Regions from separate parts of the Mus musculus genome. Here region 1 is linked to region 2. The links are chromatin contacts, called in public HiChIP or PLAC-seq maps. All regions are on one chromosome and are shown on one strand. Each heading gives the region's core, a stretch centred on a gene start, on an enhancer-like site or on the middle of the called end of the contact. The rest is flanking DNA. Distances are from core to core; before and after follow the strand shown.

Region 1 (5,837 bases), core at 12-2,511, 100 kb before region 2:
GTGTAGCCCTGGCTGTCCTGGAACTCACTTTGTAGACCAGGCTGTCCTCGAACCCAGAAATCCACCTGCCTCTGCCTCCCAAGTGCTGGGATTAAAGGCATGCGCCACCACCGCCTGGCAATAGTAAACTTTTAAAGTAAATAAATATGACCAAAACCAAAGATGTTGATCTCTCAGTTTTTCCCTCACCAAATGGCGTACTCCCTGTGCTCTGCCTCCCTGGTCATCTTTGTGTCCTGTCTGTGTCCTGTCTTAGATTCTTGGCTGGGTGTCTTTAGTGAGTTTAAATCTCACTTCAGACTCCACACCACAATCTCCAGCTCTCCTGTCCCTGCTGTGTTATAGTTAACCCTTTTTTGGGTTCTCGGAGATGAATCACCGAGGGCTGGCATTCTTCATGTGCCTTATATCAGGGTGCCCGCAAGTCTCCTCCTCCAACTCACTCTCAGCCTACCCAAGCCCTGTCCCCAAGTTAACTTTATCTCTGCCTGCCCTCCTGGCCTGGAACAACATGTCCCTTACTGTCCTAGTGACCCCTTACCCCAAAGTATGTCAGACAATCTGTAGTCAGACTTTTGGCTACTTTGTAGGTTCTTTTTCTTCCACCGCTCTCCACCTTTTCCACGTTTCAACCCCCAACACTAGATAGGAAAGAAGAAAAGAGAGAGGGAGAGGGAATGATGTTATCCTTAGACTCCTTCCTGCTGACTGGGGACATAGAGTTCCTTGGGGCGAGTTTGATCTTTGCCATCAGAAAATCTAATTTTTTCTTCCTCTCATTTCTTTTTGAGCACAATTACTTAACAAACAGGAACCAACAGTAATAGCAAACAACCTCTCAGGGTCTTACCATTTAAACACCCTCTGAAAAGTCCCCAGAATTCCAGATATCACACAGTTGCAGAAACTATCTGCCACTGGCAAAATCACACCCCTGCCAGAGCACGAGACATATCACAGTCAGCTGCTGTGGACAGTCCAAAGCAGCCCCATATCTCTTACCTGGGATTGAAATGAAAACATCCCATAATATTTCTGTGATTTTCAAAGAAACAAAAATTCTCACTACCTCTATCTACTTGAGTTGTGTTTTCTTCCCACACTGTGGTTTATTTTTATTTGTTTGTTTGTTTGTTTTCCTTTGCTATACAACTTTGAGCAGCACCTATTCCCGCGCAATGTAACTGCCACCTTTAGAGGCCCCTGTTAGGAGACACTGCCCACCCATCCAGTCGGTTCTCAGTACAAGTACTGCCTGCCTCACAGCCCCTGCCTAGATAAGGCCAGGGCTTATCAGAGCAAGTGTGGGGCTCTGCACAAGGACCGACTGATTCCATATGTGAGTCTGTGTAGCTACCTAGGGCCCACTGTCTGCCCCACCCTTACCCCCACCCCACCCTTACCCCCTCCCCTGTACCTCTCTGGTCCCCACCTTGTTTGTGCACACTGATGCCACTCCTCCCCAGTAGCTCCACTGCACAGTTGTTTACCTCCTGCTTACGTCAGGATGCTCGATAGTGGTAGCACATGACTGTAATCCAGACATTGGCACAAAGGAGGGTAGGGGCAGAGGCAGGAGGATCGTTGCAAGTTGGAAGCCTGTGTGGTTGACATAGCAAGTTCCAAGCTAGCCAGGGATACACAGCAAAATCCTGTGTTAGAAAACAAAAAAATCAAAAAACAAAACAAAAGAAAAAACACTAAACAACAATGTGTAGCACTTGTCACCATCCTCCGGTAATCACAATGTGTTGTCAACACTAATCAAGTAGCATTTCTTTTTTCTTTCATTTTGTTTTTAAGACAGGATCTAGTGCTAATGTTCTGTATAGCCAGGCATAGAGGCAGACGCTAGTACCTAAGAAGAGTCAGTCCCCAGTTTAAGGTCAGTCAATGTCAGCTACATGAGACCATGCCTACACCAAAGGAAGGTTACTGTGGAGTTAAGCTCAGATATGATGCCTGTTAAAAGACACGCGTGGCCATGACTTGTCAAGGCTCAGGCATCAGTCCCATTCCTGGTGGTCCTGAATTGGTTGGTGTGTTCATCGTGAGACCTCTGAGACACCCGAGCTGGCTGAGTCGAGTTGTTGCTTCACGTGTATGTTGTTTTGATTCACCCACTCTTAGATCACACAGTGTCTGGAGGTCCCCCCCAACCCCCCACCCCACAGCCTGCTCCCAGTGCCTTGCCCTGCTGAGCTGCCTAGTGCTCCCCTCTGCCTTGAATGCTTCCCCCCACGCTCTGATCTATCTCTTCCATGGCCTTGTGTGTAATTCCTGACTTTCATTCTTTATGGGAAGCCGCAGAACCTAACTGTTGCAAACATTGCATTCCTAAATAGCTTTGTTCTTTCTCCTAAAATAGCAAACAGTGGAGCCGGGGCTCCTGGAGCCTGGGACCTTTGGTCCTCTGTAAACACCTCTATCAGTGTGCAGGAGTTGCTTGTAACTCTTGCAGATAACCCGGGGTTAAAGCCTAAGCTGTTGATAAGTTGGGGGCTGATCTACAGCAGAATGTGGCTGACCCTTCAGTTCCGGATGGATGTCATCTTCTAAGTCTGCCTTGGAGGGCTGGAGAGATGGCTCAGTGGCTTTGGGCACTCGTTGCTCTTCCAGAGGACTCAGATTCAAGTCCCAGAGCCTACACGATGGTTTACAACCATTCATAACTCTAGTTCCACGAGATCGGATGCTGTCTTCTGGCGTCTGTGGGTACCAGGCACACTCATGGTACACAGATACACATGCAGATAAAACACTCAAATCCAAACCACGTATGTTGTAGAGGCAGTCGGCAGAACAGGCAGGCAGTGGTTTGCATTCCAGCTGATGCTTTCGGGGAAATGGCTCCCCTGTTTAATCGGCGCCGCTGTCTCTTCTCTTTAAGTCAAGAAGTGTTACCAAAGATCCACGAAGGCAAGCAGTACCCTTGTACCCTGGTGGGGACGTGGAACACGTGGTATGGCGAGCAGGATCAAGCAGGTAGGAAGCAGACGCCTTTGGGATGGCTAGCTCTTCCTCACGTAGCTCTGCAGTCCTCTCGTTGAATGGTCTGGTCAGTGAATGCTTGTTTTTGCAATCCTTCTCGAGTCTCATTCTGCTTTCATGGATCAAATGACTGATGTCTTCAGTCACTAGCTGTAAAACGACTTCTTTAAAAAATGCCCGAATCTGTTATGGAAACATAAGATAACTCAAGGGCAGATACGAGGCACACTATAATATTTTACCATGTTCACGTGGTGGATCCAAGGCTCAGTACAATGTTGTACTGTGTTCACGTGATGGATACAAGGCACACTACAGTGTGCTACTGTGTTCACAGAGCATGCACCTATATTGTCAAGGGAAGAGTTTCTTGACACTAAATGTTTTCTGTCTTTTAAAATCCATTTCAGTCCACCTCTGGAGGTATGAAGGAGGCTATCCAGCCCTCACGGAGGTCATGAATAAACTCAAAGAAAACCAGGTAACTTTGAAAAATACATGTGCGTGCGTGTGTGTGTGTGTGTGTGTGTGTGTGTGTACTTGAAAAATACACGCACGCGCACGTGCTTGTGCAGTCTAATGTGTATTCACACAGAACTTCATGACAACACTGTTATTAGCTTTTGTTATTAAGCCATTCAGCCTTCACAGTAGAAATTTCGTTGTATGAACTCTTAAAGTTGTATATAAGCATGAGATTGCCCGTTTTAATACCATCAAAATCACAGATCCTCCATGATACGACATTGCAAGTGAGGAGACAGTGCTTTGACACTGGCTAAGCTGCATGGTAGACACAGCCCTGGATAACATTAGCAGCTCAACCACTTACTCACTGTTTGTTTTCTTTTTGAATTTTTGCTTGTTTGTTTGTTTGTTTGAAATGGTCTCATCTAGCTCAGACTAGCCTCAAGTCCCTTACGTACCCAGGGATGGCCGTGAGCTCCTGATTGCCCTGCCTCCCAAACCCTGGGGCCGTAAGTGTGCACCTCCATACCTGCCTTCTATGATGCTGGGAATCAGACCCTGCTTAGTGGTTTAAAGTACGTGTTGTTCTTGTTGAAGACCAAGGTTTGGTTCCCACACTAACATATCAGCTCACGACCATCGTGACTCCAGGTATAAGATATCCAGGGGATCTTGTACCCTCTTCTGACCTTCATGGGTATCAGGCATATGCATGGTGCATATACATGCAGACAGGTAGAACAATCATACACAGGAAATAAAATAAAGAAATCTTTACAAACAAGCAAAAAACCTGGTATATGTTAGGAAGTTAATTCATTGGTTAGGAATTCGTTATTTCCGTGCAATAGATTCAAAACTAAGATGGAAGCTGGGTGTGGTGGCACACACCTTGGAGGCCAGCCTGGTCTACAGAGAGTTCCAGGACAGCCAGGGCTACCCAGAGAGACCCTGTCTATATCTATATCCTGTTACCGGTATGTAGATGTTATTAAAGCATATCTTCATGCAAGTATCTGAAGATTTCATGAGCATATTCTCTTTCACCCAAAGGAATTTGTAAATTTCCGAAAGGCCAGAAGTGACATGCTTCTCTCCAGGAAGAACCAGCTGCTGCTGGAGTTCAGTTTCTGGAATGAGCCAGTGCCAAGACCGGGCCCCAATATATACGAACTCAGGTCCTACCAACTCCGAGTAAGTAGCAGACAGGTGCACGCTGGCTGTCCTTCCCTGCTTCCTGATGCAGACAGGAAAATGGAAGTGAGCATTTTGTTATGTGTGTTTGGAGTCTTACGTTCATTTTTGAGGGGGCAGTGGCAATGATTGGAAACAGGGTCTCCGGTAGCCCAGGCTGCCCTTGAACTTGAGCTCCTCCCTCCCTGAGTGTTGGCGTTACAGGCATTACCACCACATCCATCTTGTATTTTGATCTGACTTGTTCCCAGCTCCCCAGCCCCACACCCCATCAAGTCTTTTTTGTTTGACTTTTTTTCCTCTTTCCTATCCCTTCTCTTCTGTTAAGTTCTTTTGTATTTAAGTCATTATATATAGTGTTTATTACTTGATGTTTTTCCAAATAACTTTTTTTTTTTTTTTGAGACAGGGTTTCTCTGTATAGCCCTGGCTGTCCTGAAACTCACTCTGTAGACCAAGCTGACCTCAAACTCAGAAATCCGCCTGCCTCTGCCTCCCAAGTGCTGGGATTAAAGGCGTGTGCCACCACTGCCCTGCTTTTTTTTTTTTAATTTAATTTTTTTTATATCCCACTCATTGTCCCCTCCCATCACCCCCTCCCACAATCTTTCCCCCCTCCCCCCTCCCCTTCTCATCTGAACAGGCGGGCCCCTGGGTATTCCCAAACTGTAGTACTTGAAGTCTCTGCTATAGCAGATTCTCCTCCTCCTCCCTTCTGGACACGGGGCTCACGGTGAGCCCTGCTACACCCGGTCTATACAGGCAGACACTGTTCCTGAGCCACATTGCATCCCCAGCTCCAGGCAACAGAAGAAAAACATCACGTGCAGAGCCAGGCACAATAGATAATAGCTGCCCTAGAGTGCCGAATCTCTCTGAGTTCAAAGCCACCCTGGTCTATAGAGAAAGTTCCAGCCAGCCACGGCTACCCAGAGAAGTCCTTTCTCAAAACAACAACAAAAAAGAACTGAATAAAAACTTAAAAATGAATGACCTACGGGCGTGGTGGCGCATGCCTTTAATCCCAGCACTCAGGAGGCAGAGGCAGGCGGATTTCTGAGTTCGAGGCCAGCCTGGTCTACAAAGTGAGTTCCAGGACAGCCAGGGCTATACAGAGAAACCCTGTCTCGAAAAAACAAAACAAAAACAAAACAAAAAAAAGAATGACCTAGATACAGCCTCGT
Region 2 (5,472 bases), core at 284-2,783:
GAAAATTCTTATCTTTTGAAAAGGAAAAAAAAATATGGTCTCAATTGGCCCATGTTTTCTGTTTTAGAATTGGTAGGGTTCATAAAATATATGAAAAAAGCCTTTGGTGCTCTTGGTTATTTGCAGGTGAGCCGATGGTGGCTGCAGAGATGGGTGTGTGGGATAACTACTGTGTGAAGAAGCAGCTGCTACACTCCTGGTGAGTGTACACGATCATGGCGGCTCGCGGGCGGGCGGCAGACACAGCAGTTTGGGTTGATAGCTCATCTGTCCTCTCTTCCTCCTTTTCAGTACTGTGATCGCCACCAACATTCTCCTGGTCGACGAGATCATGCGAGCTGGGATGTCCTCTCTGAAGGGTTGAGGCCTGCCTGTGATACTACAGGATGTTGGGGGGAATGGTTATTTTTGTCCAAGCTTCAAGTGATTTGGAAAAAAATTTTCTCTTCCTGATTGGAGAAAAGAAACGGGACATTTGACACCTATTCAAATTATACTGTAAAATTTTATTTTATTTTTGCCTTGAGTATCTGAAGACACTCAAAGCAGCTCTTTTTCAACCCACTGAACAAGATGTTTTAGCTACACCGATACAAAAATTACATAAGATAAGCATGTTGTCTACCCTTGTTCCGTAAGTGTTCTTTGAAAGTTTGTAATGGTTTTCTCCTAAATAAGGCATGGTGACACATGCCTGTAAGCCTAGCCCTTTGGAAATAGTCCGGAATTTCTATGCCAACTCAGGCTACAGGAGACCCCAGGTCGAAAGAATAATTTGTTGTGGATGTATTTGAAATTATCCAGCCAACTCCCTGTTAAACATGTAAGATCCTTGCCAGTGTAAAACACATCTGGGTAATTTATGGGTTTCATAATGTCTAATAAATACTTAAAGAGTGAAGCTACTGGATCATTCACACTTGAAATGACTGAAAATGCTTCAGAAAAGCTAATAAAGCCAAGTTACTCCGTGGAGGCTGGAAGGTCAGAACTCTGCCACCCAACTTCCAGACATGGGAACACAAGAGGCTGAGAGAGTTACACATTTAACAGCCAAAAGGACGGTTGTTGAAGAATAAGGGTTTGGGTGAAACAAGATTTTTTAGGCTATTTTCTATCTTGGTTTTGCATCATACCTGTAACAGCTTATCTCTTTGGTTTTCATGTACTTGATTTTATGTGTGATACTTGGGGAGAGGGGCTGGCTCCGTATTCCACAGTGAGTGAGTGAACAGCTCAACTGAATAGAGGAAAATATCTGGGTGGAGAGTTGGCTCAGCTACGTACTACTGGTTCTCACAGACAGGCAGTTAGTGCCCAGCACCGTGGGCAACTTCTAGCCAGCTGAGACTGCAGCACATTGGACCTGCAAGGGTGTTAACATCACACAAAAGCAGTCAGATAAAATCAGAGTAGGATGGGTGTGGGCCTGTGTTCATTCATGGGCGGGCCTGACAGGCAAGCTCCCAAGGAGCGCCCTGCCATTGGTCACTGAGTCAGTGCGAGTGCGCAGGCGCGAAGAAGCGCCCGAGCAGACGCATGCGCTCTGAGTTCTGGTTCCCCAGCATGGGTTCCTTGCTCCCTCCGGTGTTGCTGCTGTGGCTCCTGTCCTGCCCCAGGCTTCAGCTAGGTCAGTGTGTGGCTCTGTGCCTATATCACCCTTATCCTTGAACACCTGAAAGTGACTGTATCCTGCGCTCTAGATGCTACCCTAACCTCGGAGGGGGTTTGCAGGGTCTCGGGCTACTTGCTGGGGCTGGCCATCATGAAACTGCACTTTTTCTTTTTTTTTTTCTTTTTTTGAAGCAGGGTCTCTTCTGGTATTCAGCCCTGTCTGGGGCGTTGGGAGTAAGGCATTCTGATTTTCCTTTTCTCCATTTCCATGTCTTGAGCTGGTGCACTCGTGTGACTCGTAGCTTTTATTTGTAGAAAGCTTTGAAAGTTAAAGATACGCTTAAGTCACATACATAGTAATCGGATACTCAAAATGTTGTTTAAATGCACCTTTTATCTCTAGTTACTTTTGGATTCAGTTTTTCTTAGGATATTTTATGTGTATGAGTGTTTTGCAACCTCGTATATAGGTGCACCACGAGGGTGTCTGGTGCCGGCGGAGGTCAGGTTGGATCCCTACAACAGAAGAAACATGGTTATAAACCACTGCTTGGGTGCTGGAGACTGAAAACGGAGCGTCTTCGAGAGCAACAGGAGCTCTTATATACTAATATCCTATTTTATTTTATACTTGAGGCAGAGGCTCAACTATGTCGCCTTGTCTGGCCTGGAACATAGACCAGGCTAACCTCAAATTCATAGAGATTCAAGCACTCTCTCAGCTAAGCTACGGCGCAGAGGCCCCTTGTTTAGGGGTTTGGTTTTTTTTTTTGGGGGGGGGTGAGGGTGGGTTATTTATTTATTTAATTATTTATTTATTTATTTTGGTATAAAGGTCTTGACTGTGTAGCCCTAGCTTGTCTTGAGCTTGTGATCTCCAGCGACAGCTTCTTTAGAATTGGGATTATAAGGCATAAAATATGGTCTTAGATTGTAGTTTGTTATGTGACAGAATCTCACTATGTAGACCAGGCTGGCCTCAAATCACAAAGATCCATCAGTTTCTGCCTCTGTATGCTGGGGCTTAGAGGTGTCCACTTTTTATGTATGTGTTTGTGTGCCGTGAGTGTACAGATACTGGCAAAGGACAGAAGATTTAACCTGGTCCTTAAAAAAAATTTAATTTTGGCTTTTAGAGACAGAGTTTCTCTGTGTATCCTTGGCTGTCCTGGACTCATTCTGTAGACCAGACAGGGCTCAAACTCAGAGAAATGCCTGCCTCTACCTTCCAAGTGCTGGGATTAAAGGGCCACCACTGCTCAACCCTAAAAATATTTTTTAAAATGTTAGTTTGTTAAATTACAATCAAACTACAGTTTATATTGCAGCTTGATATTTCATTCCCCTTTAATTTGAGATCTCCCTACTCACTCGGTTTTTTTTGCCCTCTCGGGATTATTCTTGAGATGGGTAGAATTGTATCAGAATGAGAAGAGGGTTAAATATAAGACCCTGAAAAGCAGGGTCTGGTTGCTTATACACCTTTAATCTCTTGAGAGGCAAAGGTAGGTAGATCTCTGTGACTGCCAAGCAAGGCTAGTCCATCTATATAGTGATTTCTTTTCAGGCCAGCCCAGGGTTGGAGTGGGGTGGGAGTAGGGTGACCTTGTCATCAAAAACTAAAATAAGGGAAAAAAGCAACTAATTTTAAAATGAGAAGCTAGGGTCGAGCACCACATAGCATATGTGAGACCCTGGTTTCAATTCCCTGTGACACACACATCAAGTTCTTGAGCCTGGGGCACAGTGCCACATGCCTGCAATCTTAGCATTGGTGAGGCAGAGATGGGAGGGTCCCTGGGGTGAAGGAGCTGTAGAATTGTTTGGGTTGTTTTTTTGTTTTGTTTTGTTTTGTTTTTAAATCAGAAAGATTGCCATGCAGAAAAACCCTATCTCACACAAAAATAAAAAAGTAATATGCACATAAATTATGGGTGTGATTCATTTGTACAGTGCTTGCTTAATGTGAAACCTGATTTCCATCCCCAGCATCACATGAACTGGGCCAAGTGGTACACACCTACCTGTTCCCTGTCATCAGGAAGTCAGCATCATCCTTGGATACCTAGTTCTAAGCTGGCCTGGGCTGCATGAGCCTTCATCTCAAAAATAAAACAGTAAAGTGTTCAACAGTACAAAGGGAGAGGGAAAGAAACAGCATGAAGTGTGAGTGGTGTAGTGGCTTACGTACTAATCCCAGCACTTGGGAGGCAGAGGCAAGCTGATGTCTGTGAGTTCAAGGCCAGCCTGAACTATATAGTAAGACCCTGTCTCCAAAGGTCAGAGCGGGTGGTAGAGGGAGTGTGGGTGAAAAATGTACATGTATTTGAAGTTACAGTTTCTAAATTGACCTAGCTGAGGCAAGAGAGGTATGTAAGTAATCAAGTATGGTCTGGAGAGGTGACTCGGCAGTTAAGAGCACTTGTTGTTCCTGTAGGACGAGGACCTAGGCTTGGTTCCCAGCACCCACATGGCAGCTTGCATCTGTCTTGTTCCAGATGACTCAGTGCCCTCTTCTGGCCTCTGTGGGTACCAGGCATACTCACTCACGGTAGATACACACTCATAAAATAAACATGTTTAGAAAGCAAAGAGTTGCCAGGCAATAGTGGCGCACGCCTTTAATCCCAGCACTTGGGAGTCAGAGGCAGGCAGATTTCTGAGTTCGAGGCCAGCCTGGTCTACAGAGTGAGTTCCAGGACAGCAGGGCTACACAGAAAAACTATGTCTCAAAAATTATTATTATTGTAAAATTGAACTAAACAAACAATGCAGCCCTATCTCTGTGCATATATCTGTATGCGTTACTAGCACCTGTCCTGTTCTGCAGGACATGCCCAGGATCCTGCCATGGTGCATCTGCCAGGTGGCCGGTTTCTGATGGGGACAGACGCTCCAGATGGCAGAGACGGTGAAGGGCCTGCCCGGGAAGTGACAGTAAAACCCTTTGCCATCGACATATTTCCAGTCACCAATAAAGACTTCAGGTATTTCCAGTTTTTCGGTGCAGGGCTAAGGGTTCTTTCTAATCTTTCTAATTCTAACCTTTATTCCTAATAAAGAGATAGCTATGAGAGATTGATCCGAAACGCAGCTTACAAATCACGAAAGATAGACTCTCGATTTTTATTTTTTAAAGTTTAGATATTTGTTTTCTTATTTTATGGCACATGAATGCTTTGCCTGCGTTTAGTGTGTGCACCCACGTGCAGACCTGGTGCCCTCGGAGGTCAGAAGAGGGCATTGGATCCCCTGGAACGGGAGTTGTAGGAGGTTGTGAGCTGCCGTGTGGTTGTTGGGAATCAAACTTGAGTCCTCTTTGTTTAGCTGTCCTGGACCTCACTGTGTAGACCAGACTGTCTTTGAGCTCAGAGATCTTCCCACCACTGCCTCCTCTGTGCTGGGGTTAAAGGTGTGGGCTGCCACCTTCCCTAACCCACTGTGAGGAACCGCCCTCACAGTCGCCGTTACAAGATGGCGCTGACATCCGTTGCTCGTAGTAAAATGTGCCCAGGCGTCAGGGTATCATTCCATTACCTGAGCCCTGCCTTTCTCGTGGCGTTAACTGACTGATAGTGGGCAGCCAATCCCAGTGGTGCACGTCTCCAACGTTTTTTCGCAGCCTATAAAAGGGAAGGGTTTTCTGCTCTCTGGGTCTCCTCTCCTGAAGCCGATCATCTATCTCTCGAGATGTATTAAAGCTGTACTGCAGAAGGATCCGAGTGGCCTGCGTGTGTTTTGCTGGCGAGACGGTAGCGTGGGTCAACCCACGTCTTTAAGAGCAACAAATGTTTGTGACTGTTGAGCCATCCCTCCAGTCTGATCCCAGTTTTTAGAAGTATGTAATACATGAACCCA

Evidence for each region. HiChIP or PLAC-seq counts read pairs in DNA pulled down with a chosen protein or histone mark.
Region 1: a contact with region 2 is called in an H3K27ac HiChIP or PLAC-seq map of extraembryonic endoderm stem cells. The contact joins the enhancer-like site here to the promoter of Sumf2 in region 2. A contact is called at or near these places in 5 of 39 promoter capture datasets (the 3T3-L1 cell line, embryonic stem cells, liver and 2 more), 7 of 115 datasets of contacts at active chromatin or transcription factors (bone marrow-derived macrophages, embryonic stem cells, extraembryonic endoderm stem cells and 2 more) and 4 of 9 other capture datasets (adipose tissue, embryonic stem cells, liver and 1 more).

Annotation. Positions count from the first base shown.
Region 1 is chr5:129,741,815-129,747,651 of GRCm38.p6, forward strand. It overlaps Nipsnap2 (nipsnap homolog 2), which reads left to right. Exons shown (of 10, transcript NM_008095.4): 4 at 2,891-2,985; 5 at 3,402-3,472; 6 at 4,513-4,653. Among named protein-coding and RNA genes, the nearest start is that of Nipsnap2, 20 kb to the left of the region's middle. Within about 2 kb of position 1,262, at least 19 of the 459 cell types and tissues checked have an H3K27ac peak or open chromatin away from gene starts, as enhancers often do. A contact at or near this core is called in extraembryonic endoderm stem cells, where this site is marked.
Region 2 is chr5:129,845,457-129,850,928 of GRCm38.p6, forward strand. Sumf2 (sulfatase modifying factor 2) reads left to right here and starts at 1,534. Exons shown (of 9, transcript NM_026445.2): 1 at 1,534-1,630; 2 at 4,445-4,601. The coding sequence starts at 1,540. Cct6a (chaperonin containing Tcp1, subunit 6a (zeta)) reads left to right here. Exons shown (of 13, transcript NM_009838.2): 12 at 127-199; 13 at 292-987. The coding sequence ends at 364.